Regions from separate parts of the Danio rerio genome. Here region 2 is linked to region 1. A link is a contact called in public HiChIP or PLAC-seq data. All regions are on one chromosome and are shown on one strand. Each heading gives the region's core, a stretch centred on a gene start, on an enhancer-like site or on the middle of the called end of the contact. The rest is flanking DNA. Distances are from core to core; before and after follow the strand shown. Region 1 has its middle 19 kb from the start of mvk. Region 2 has its middle 50 kb from the start of fam222aa.

Region 1 (5,483 bases), core at 1,543-4,042:
TCACACATTAAAGTGAATTTTATATAAAATCATGGCGTACACAACAGTCTTTGGACTGGCTGCATCACACACGCCAATATTTTAACAATTTAAAATAAATTAATCACTTTCTGGCCATATTGATATTAGGTTATCAGTGTTAATTTCATTGATGAAAAATGTTCGTCATAATTTTTTGAAAAGTTCTGGTCCACAGTAAGTTTGAAAAGTAACTGGTCCACAGTAGACACGGAATGTGAGGACATCATCTTCCATTTAAAAAAGCCATTCCATATTTTAAAATAGACTGTTTTATTTAATTTTAAGTTACAATATTTAGTATAAATAAATGTATACAATATTTAAATGAATTACACCTAAATGAAACCAAAAATATTTTAGTCTACTAAATCTCCCATAGATTTAGTCGACTAAAACATAAATTGAGTCAGAAGACTAAAATATGACTTAAACTAAAATGGAATTTAAGTCTAAAGACTCAGGGCTCTATTTTAATGATCTAGGCACAAAGTCTAAAAAAGCAGGGCGCAAAAGCATTAAGGGTGTGTCAGAATCCATTTTTGCTTTTTTAAAGATGAAAAAATCCGCACTGCGGCGAATGGTCTAACAGGGTTAAATTCATTCTCTTAATGAGTTGAGGGTGTCTTTTGAGAATATATATATATATATATATATATATATATATATATATATATATATATATATATATATATATATATATATATATATATATATATATATATAGTTTAATATTCAATTGAATAAAATTTATCTTTATTTCTGTAGCGCTTTTACTATGTAGATTATAACAAAGCAGTTTAACACAGTAGTTCTATTAAACTGAAACTGCTTCAGTTTTCAGAGTTTAGGTTTAGTTTAGTGTGGTTTAATTTTCACTGCTGAAAGTCCAAACACTGAAGAGCAAATCTATCGATGCGCAGCTCCACAAGTCCCAAACCAAGCAAGCCAGTGGTGACAAGGGCAAGGAACAAACTTCAACTATGAAAGCGAAGAAAAAAACCTTAAGAGAAACCAGGCTCTGTTGGGCACCACCATTTCTTCTCTGGCTAAACTTTCTGTGCAGAGTCTAGGCTGCCTAGTGCGCTAATAAATCGATTAGACCCAAAAGTCACTTTGTGTGACACAACATGAAGATAAAAAGGAAGAGGTAAGTAACAGAACAGAAAGAAGGAAAAAAAGGATACAGGAAATGGAAACAAATTTTTAGAGTAGAAAGTAAAATAGTTATGTAGAAAATAAAAACAAAAGAGAAAATATTTGGCCGTGAAAAATGTGGTTCTTTCCGCGGTGGCGACCCCTGATAAATAAGGGACTAAGCTGAATGAAAATGAATGAATGAATGAATAAATGAATGAATAAATGAATGAAAAAGTCAAATTGTTAGAATGATATGACAATATAAAGGAAAAACGGAACTGGAAACACAACAACCAAAACAACTAGTCTTGTATAAAAAGAAGATGCGAAGCAAAAATGTAAATGACAATAGAGGGAGAAAAAAGGATAGGAAAGAAGGCCGAGATGATGACAGGACAGGAAACAGAAAATGAAAAAGGAGGAAATGAAAGAAGACAGTAAAGGAAATGACAGTAAAGGTAAGAGAGATGATGAAAAAAGTCATATCAGATGCAAAAAGCCTGCTGAATAGATAAAACCACCCTGACACTCACAGGACTGGTCAGATGTTGATTTTATCCATGCCGCGCTCACAAAAAGGACACGCTGCCAGCCAGCACTTCTGCTATGATCTGTCTACACAAGTGTCACACAGACAAATGCAGAGTTCATATCTATCACGCACAGTGTCACATCCCTGCAGAGAATGAGTCACAACAGCAGCACACAATGCTCACGTTAGGAAAAAAAGAGGAATAAAAACACATCATGGTCCTCACATTTACTCACATCACTTTTGAACTTTGGAAAAGAGGAAATCATTTCAGTGACGCACACAATACAGCATGCAAGAATGGAGAAAAGCTCTGAATTCTAGTTTTTATTATATTTCAATAGCTCCACTGGTCCCCTCCATCCTTGACCCCTTTTCTCGACTGCCTCTGTTATCTGCAATAATGTCAGGCCATCCTTAGAATCTATTCATCAGTGCAGAAAGAAGCTGCGGCTGACATTGATAAAAAATACCATCTGTGCCTCGCAGGGAGGAGAGACGGAAAGGTACAGCTCGCCCCCTCCTCCTCATTCCTCTTCATCAATGCAATTTAAATTGAAGAGCTCAGTGGTAATTAAATTCAAGCTGGGGTTACGAAGGGGGCCGAAGACATGGATTCAAGTATGCGCAGAGAAGACGGGTCAAGGTTCAACTAAAGCCAGCCTCGGCCAGCCAGATCCCATTCACCCATACAACCTGTCTGCCTATAGCACACAAAAGCCTTCTGACATTTAAAGAAATGAATAAAAACAACAGAAAGAGAGAGAGAGAACGGGGGAAAAAAATCAATTATTCCAGATTTTTTTTCTCTCCCTGTCCACAAACTGACCTTTTCTCTCTGGCAGTTGCATGTTGGACAGACTTCAAAACTGCCAATAGTGTTTAACTCATAGCCGGACCTATCAAGAGACGGAGAAGGAAAGAGGAAAGTCGATAACGATTTGGGGGGATCCAATTTTGTGAAATTGTTTGTCAGCACAAACACGAGGACGCATGACTAGCGGCAGGTCAGGGGGATTTCGGTGACCGGCCCCCCTCTTCTGGTTAAAGCCTGCTTTACTCATTCATCTGTTCTCCCTCAAACGGACGATGCCGCCCCTCTTCTCTCTCTCTCCGCTAATCCGGTTAGCGCATTCACAGGCAGTGCCCTCTCTCTTTTCATTACAGCAGATCAGAGATTGAAAAGCGATTCCTCAATCTGTCTGAGAATGAGATCCAAATTGGATCGGGCTAAAGTGGACGTGGAGGCAAGAGGAAAGTGCAAAAGGAAGATGATGCGACTCACTTTTACCCTTTAAATCGGATGCAATCAGGAAGAGCAATATTCAGTGTAGATGTATATATAAGTAGGTGGCTGTGAGTAAATGTCACATGCCATGATTGACAAGAGGACAGCTGTTCCTTTCTGAGGTCTGAGGTCACTTCCTTTAAGCACAGCAATTGGTCCCTTGGGTCACACTCATAAACATTAACATTTTTAGTGGTGTACCCTACTGAAAAAAACAGCTTAAACCAGCCTATGCAGGTTAACTGGGCGACCAGCCTGGTTTTAGAGAGGTTTTGGACATTTTAAGGCTGGTTTTCAGCCTAGTCTTAGCTGGTCAGGCTGGGAAATGACCAGCTAAAACCAGCTATGTCCAACTTAAACCAGGCTGGTCAGGCTGGAAATGGCTGGAAACCACTAGCTTAGCAAATTTGTCATCGTTTACTCACCTCCTCTACTTGTTTTAAACCTGATTGTGCTTCTGTTTACTGTTGAGCAGAAAAGAAGATGTTTTGGAGAAAGCTGGATACCTCTAACTTTTGACTTACCCCAGTATTTTTGAACCTACTACGAAATTCAATGGTTACAAGCTTTCAGCATTTCTTCACAATGTATACTTTACTGTTCAACAGAATCTTAAAAAGGTTTAAAACTACTTGAGTGTGAGTACATAGTGACAAACATAGTGACAGGGCTTCTGCAGGTTTCTTCAAGTGAAATTTAAGATATTTTAAGACCCTTTTAAGACCATTATGAATGAAATTTTAGACTTGTATTGGGTTAAACACTAAGATTATTATTTTTTTTGTAATGGTCCGGTTACTTCTGTAAATAGTCTTTGTATTAATGAAAGATCATGTAAAGTGATGTGTTGTTTAAGTTTTCTTTCCCTGATAAGGGAATTTTATTTAGACAGTTTGCTGTAAAAATGTCTAACATTTAATATTATTCAAGTGGAAAAGAGTAGAATCTCTAACACACGCTGGCAAGATAAATGAAGTGATGTAGTCTTACGTTCAATTGGAAAAGATTAAATAAACGATTCAATTCTCGAAATGCATGTTCCTAAATAAATGGTCGCCCTTTATTAAAATCTTTGAAGAACTCCCTGACCTTTTGAATAAATGTATTTATTTTTTTTAATATTATTTTTTCTTTGTTATTTCCATTTTGTACTCTTTGAATGTTACCAAACTCTTCTCTGGAGGCATTCAAAACAGATGCCCAAGCCATTTCAGCTGACTTCTCTCGATGTGGAGGAGCAGCAGCTCTACTTCGAGCTCCTCCCGGGTGACAGAGCTCCTCACCCTGTCTATAAGGGTGCGCCCTGCCACTCTACGAAGAAAACTCAACTACACCACTATGTTTCAGTAAATATAGGACTTTTTAAGTCCAAAAATTTAGATTTTGAAATTTAAAACATCTTAAGACTCTTTTGGACCCCACGGAGTGATTAAATTAAAACTCGAAACAAAAGATGCATTCATTTGCTCAAAAACACATTATTAAATCAGTTTAAAATTACAAACTTATTGTAAGATATTTTAAAATGTAATTATCAGCTGTGATGGCAAAGCTGAATTTTCATTAGTATTTGTGTCACACAATCTTTGGGAAAAGATATGCAGACAGCTGTTAAATTTTGATATTTGATCAATAGCCGTGTTCAAAGCAGTTGTGCTGCATTATATTATTGAGATACTTTTTTAGGCTCTAAAGAACAGAATTTATTTGAAATATATACATTTTTTCAACATTAATTTAAAAATGTATTTTGCATTCAGGAGAAGACAGGAGCTCAAAACATGTTTGGAAGTGAAGAAACATGTGGAAACATTCTGGAAAATGATTGTTTTATGAAATGTATTAATAGTGACATTCAAGCTTTAAAAGTTATAATTTGCCCAGAATTGTCAAATTAAAGCAACTTTCGGGATTTCCAATATCGCTTGAGAGAAAATGTAAAAAAAAGTTCTTACTCTTTTTTTTTTTTTTTTTTTTGTAAAACTATGTGGTATGTTGCTTTAAATTCATTCAATCATTCATATTCTTTTAAGCTTAGTCCGTTTATTAATCAGTGGTCGCCACAGTGGAATGAACCGCCAACTTATCCAGCATATGTCTTACACAGTGGATGCCCTTTCAGCCACAACCTATCACTGGGAAACTCATTCACTCATTCACACACATACACTACGGACAATTTAGCTTACCCAATTCACCTATTTTGCATGTCTTTGGACATGTGGGGGAAACTGGAGCACCCGGAGGAAACCCACACGAACTCGAGAAGAACATGCAAACTTCACACAAAAATGCCAACTGACCCAGCCGAGGCTCGAACCAGCGACCTTCTTGCTGTGAGGTGATCGTGCTATTAAAAAAATGTGTTAAATTAAAGATTATTTAACTCCAAATTAACAAATTGTGATGATTTTAAATGCATCATGGGAGCTAAGGCAATATATATATATATAGGCAGCATATATATATAACATCTTGCATAGCACATTACATCCCCCTCACTTC
Region 2 (5,390 bases), core at 239-2,738, 150 kb before region 1:
GGTGATAGAATGTAAAATCTGCACTATTATTACGAGAGAGATTAAAAATGTTTTTAAGTTCACTGAAATATTTTTAATAAGGCTTAGGGGAGAAAGAATGGCAGAAATGTATGTTTTTGCAATTTGTAAAAGTAGTTTTTAACTTGGTGTGTTTTTAGAGTTCCTCTAAGACAAGGAATACAGGTTTGGAAAAATACAAGGGTGAGAGTAAAGAATGATTTTGCGGTGAATCACCCCTTTAAAGTAATGGTGAAAAATATAGCCTAAACACTGGAGCCTTGGATTGCAATGCTGGTTTCATTACAGCATGTCACAATGATGAAATGAACCATGGGAGGGTATGGGAGTCAGGATATTGCCCAAATCTTTCGCAAAAATGGAGTAAAGAACAAAGATATCTGCAACGGCATATAACAGCTATGCTGAAAGCATTTCGCTGAATTATGCTGGCAGAGAAACAATAGTGAAGGGAGAACAAAGTCACTAACTGAAAACACCAAGCCGTAACTCATGGAAATGGAACTGCTCCCTTTATAAGGAGGAACAAGATGCACTATGAATTCTCCAGAAAAGTTCTTTAAAAAAACACACACTCCCGTAATTCTCAATGACTGATGCACAGGCAAACTTTTCAGTCCTTCAAGAGGAGCGCGCAGAGCCCCTTTCCCAGCATCCCCCACTGTCACTAGCAGGAAATCAATCTGCCCAAGAGGCCGATTACCCAGCCGTTTGTTTTTAGGAAGAACAATTTACCCTTCAAAGGGCCACTCTTTGAATATGACTCCTGTTCGCTAGTGCGATTATGTATGAAGCAGAGAGGATGTGAAGTTTAACAAACACCATTTAATCTGCCGTTCTTCCTGCATGTGCACTTTAAATGACAAGCATGTCCACAGGTGTTTCTTTCAGCCTGAAGAGAGGAAAAACAGCTTCTTCCGATGCTCATTGTTGCATGTAAAAGAGGAGCATTTTGAACAAACCAAACTAAACACCTTTGATGATAAGTTGAGAAACATCATCTCCTTAAAGCTTTAGGGATGACAGAGAAGGAAGGACCTTGGAATGGCTAAATCAACAAGCCTCAGCCTGGCGTCTCATCTGGATGTGGATAAAGCTGGTGAAATTGAAACCGCAGCAAACCAAAGGTCAAGTAAACAACAACAACGCACGTTATCCTGAAATTCCATTTAGAGCGGCGCATCTTGACACCATTTCCATGCTTGGATTTTCTTCCCGACACTTTTAATCAATATCACCTACGAAAGCAACACAGGCTGAGCCTTTTATGTAGCGACAGGGGAGAAAGGAATGCCATAAAGAAGAAAATCAAACAGCCTCCACCGCAGGTGTTGCGCGTTAACAGATGTTGGGAACATTAGCATTGTACGAACTACTCGGGTATTGGAGTGGGGGAGAGAGGATAGAAATTGCGGATTACCAGGGGCACAGATATAATAGCTCTTCCGGAACAATGGCACCTCCTTAACACTCAATACTCGCAGGAGGAGCTCTGTAGGAGAGCAGCGAGACAGGAGCATTCACAATCCATTCACCGCACTTTCACTACTAACAAAGACATTTTCTTTTGACACTCTTTTCTATTCTATATTTCTCAGCAGCCACAGTAAATTGGTCTATTCATTTTTCAAAGTACCAGTGATTTCAAAAAATGCACAAGATGAAAGAGACCCATTCTGTTGGCGAAAGTAAAAGGAACCAGTAAGTTTAGACACTTTTTTTTTTGTGCGCGCTACTGTTGACATCAGGTTTTCCATTTTGAACACTACCATAGGCGACAGCTGAATCTGGGACAAGGTCGACATCAGGTCTTGCCTCACCCCATACCCTCCCCTAACTTGTGTTAAAATTCAACTGAACCTCAGCAGAAGACAAACAATAGGGTTTGGGTGGCTGTGACCTCATGCACATTACCAGAGCACATTTCAATTCCATATAATCAGTCTATTAGAAATGTGAATATTTCTCTCATGTACTTAATGTTTCATTTATCTAGTAGGAGCCTGAGAAGTCTTGAGATAGTTAGACGTTACAAAAATAACGAAAACATTTTCGTTAAGTGAAATAAAAATAAAAACTTTTTTTTTTAAGTAGAACTAACTAAAACTGTACAGTGTACTTTCAAAACTAACTGAACCTAACTAAAATTATTGCAAAAACGTCCTTTGTTTTCGTCTTTGTAAATGTATTTAATACATACACCTACTGTATGCCTATTAGAAGCAAAACTATTTGCTTCGCGCTGTCAGGTGTTTGACCCGTACACCAGTCTGTAATCCTGATGCCATTGCAAAGATGAAGATGTTTCTCCTCTAGTCTTCCTCGCTGTTGCTCAAGCGACAAAACTAAGGAGTGGATATGACAGTATCATGGTGACAGCATCAAGTACGACCTGAACATAGACTTAAAAAAGGATTCATTGAACACATTTGTGCGGTTATTTCTGTATTAGCAGGGCTTAATTTGTGCCGGAACAAGTCGGATCTAAAATCTGATCCGGCACCTCATTTTACTGATCCCCCTCCCCACACGCACCCCCGCCCCACTCTTCGCTTTCTTTCGCGACTCCCCAACACTCTTCACTTTCATCTGGAACATCCACTACCTCCTCTGGTAACATGCCGGATCCGTTACTCTGATCTATTCCAGGATCTCATAATTTACAAATTAAGCACTGTGTATTAGTGATCACAAACAAATCGTTCTTTAAACTTGATAAACCTGATAAGTGAACCGGTTGAACTAATTCACAAAATCGAACTGAATCAATTTAAATGAATCCACAAACTTATCCACAAACTACTCACTTTTTACATGCCTGATACCTCTCTCTGACTTAAAAAAAAGCAATTCAGCAGGTGAACTGAACACAAACAGTACATGACACCCTGCTGTGACTGAAACATACTTGAACTACTGCAGCGTGGGTAAACAGAGGGCTTAAATGAAAGGATCTGTTTATTTATTTTAATGAGGAAAGTTTATTTCATGAGAGAAAGTCTTAATGGCTTTTAAATAAATGAATCATGCTTCAGTTGGGTTGCAAAACGTAATTGTAAAAAACTTTGCTGACTACATATTTTAGGCATGTTGAGTCCTATGATGGGAAGGTTGTCACAAAAGATCCGGGTCGCATTAAAGGTTTGAACGTCCCATCACTGCTGTGCATCTAACCTCAGAAGCAGCCTTGCACACTTATTGTCTTTAGGGCTGCATCTTATGGGCTGCTGAATTCGTGGATGGGTAGATGATCTTGTGTCTTCTGGTAGCGTTCTTTTATCAAAGAATGAAAACAAAGCACGTAAATACAGGCCGCTCCTAAAAGAAAGGTTTGATTGTATGACTAGTGAATCACCAAGACTTTTCTAGCTGAAACGATATCCAAAAACAGATTAATATATAAAGCAGGAAATTAAACTTTTACTAATATAAAGATATTCATGAGAGAGGCTCTCGCTCTCCTTGGTTTTAATAAGAAAACGGTTGAGTGATTTCACCCCATGGCCATCAATCAATCAATCTGCACACTTATCTCTATATTCAAATGAACAGCGCACGCTTCTTTAATAATATCCTTCCAAAATTAAACTATCCATCAACATCTGCAGCAGAAGCAGAATCGGCTACCAGTTCGACTTCATACCTCTGGAAATACGCTCCTGATTTAATCTCATTAAGATCCTTCCGGTTCAATACAGTCTGCAGAGGTTGAGTTGCACCCAAACAGCATATCTCCATCAAGAGTAACCTTTCTGCTGATGATGGTACAATAGGCAAAGGGTTGTTCTGGATGGCTTACAGGGCATGAAGTCCTTCCGAAACATCTTGACATGAGTTATCTCTTGTCAAACTTTGTTATAATTACCTCCAGTGTAAAAAAAACCTACTGTGCACAAGGAAAATGCAGGTTTGACTCCCAAAACTAATAACGTGTGCAAATGTGGCATTGTGATCGAGTCAGACGTGGAATAAGTCAACAAAAACTAGAAGCTGACAAAGAGGGAAAATTAAATAAGCAATGAAAAATGAGAAACAATGCTAAGGCCATTCAGTGACCTAAATATTAGAGCGTACCATCTCGCCACCAGCTATCTCCCCCTCTCCCCCATGCATGCTCGGCTCAGCTGAGATTAGCATTATGCTGGAAGCTCTATTTGTTTAGGTGAGATCGAGCCACAGAGCTAATACCGGGCCAATTTGCTCAGCGGGTCACGGATGTGCAGCAGGAGTAGGAAATGAGGCAACTCTGGCCCCCGGAGGTGAACCTTTCCACTCGTACATCACTGAATGTTTTATTCAATAGAGTGGTGAGCATACTCCTTGACAGGTGCTGTCTCCACGGGTGGAGGGAGTCGCAGCCCTCAGAGTGAGGGACTCTGCTGGGGTAATGAGGCTGCCAGGCCCTGAGGAAGGCCACATGCTGGAGCCGAGCTAAGAGCCAGAGCCCTAAGCCTCCAGAGTGATGACTTGCAGAGTGGAACGTCCACCATGGAGCAGGGGGCCAATCGCATTAGTCAGAGCAGCAAAGAAATGACGGGAGGCCTCGTGAGACTCAAATTGTGATGTATGGCGGAGAATAAAACTCTCTTTTCTGACAGACAATCAATATGCATGCTCACACCCTCTAAATACAACGTTTTTTAATCAGCTACTTGTTTTGCAATGTTAAACAACCTGGACTACTTTTAAGAAGAAATTAATACTTTAAAATGTGCCTCTGTTCAATATGTTTAGCATCATTGTTCAGAATACACTTTGATTTAAGGCACACCACAGAATTTTTAAAACATTTGGTTGGCTAGAAGTTTGTGTTCAAAATGAGTGTTATGCAAAATGCCATAGTAAATTTTTTGAGTTCCCCAAAGAGAAAATTATTAGTTTAAATAAATATCTCCACCTTTGTGCAAAAGAAAATGTCAACTGATGAATAAGGTTACATGTGGAAGCCTTACCTCCAATAAAAAACCTTATTTTAAAGTATGATAAGCTTGGTCAAACTCCTCCTGGGGCATGTAAAGCCGGACACAGGGAAAAAGTTTACTAACTATCCTTGATAATCTCAATGAAAGCTTGGAAATAACAAGTTAAAGTCTCTGGACGAAGAACTAAAATTTGTTTAGTCCAACTGACCTTCCTTCCCAGCCAAATAAAACCAAGGCTGTACTTTAGCCGGCATCCAAGCACTCGCTGATTAGATTTCATAGATAGAATACGCAAAACAACAGTTCTTGGAAACTGCAAGCATGAATGTAGAAGGAATGGCCGATATTGAGCCACTTTACATGAAAATCCAGATGACAACCAAAACCACCACCCAAAAACACCCTAAACAAACAAAAGAATTAATCAATCACACCTTCCAGATGCTCCAA

The links. HiChIP or PLAC-seq counts read pairs in DNA pulled down with a chosen protein or histone mark.
Region 2: an H3K4me3 HiChIP or PLAC-seq map of embryo shows a contact between it and region 1, with 4 times the contacts expected there. The contact joins two enhancer-like sites. A contact is called at or near these places in 2 of 4 datasets of contacts at active chromatin or transcription factors (caudal fin and embryo).

Annotation. Positions count from the first base shown.
Region 1 is chr5:20,237,445-20,242,927 of GRCz12tu, reverse strand. It overlaps a transcript of fam222aa not described here. Among named protein-coding and RNA genes, the nearest start is that of mvk, 19 kb to the right of the region's middle. Within about 2 kb of position 2,792, at least 7 of the 62 cell types and tissues checked have an H3K27ac peak or open chromatin away from gene starts, as enhancers often do.
Region 2 is chr5:20,386,964-20,392,353 of GRCz12tu, reverse strand. It overlaps a transcript of fam222aa not described here. Among named protein-coding and RNA genes, the nearest start is that of fam222aa, 50 kb to the left of the region's middle. Within about 2 kb of position 1,488, at least 5 of the 62 cell types and tissues checked have an H3K27ac peak or open chromatin away from gene starts, as enhancers often do.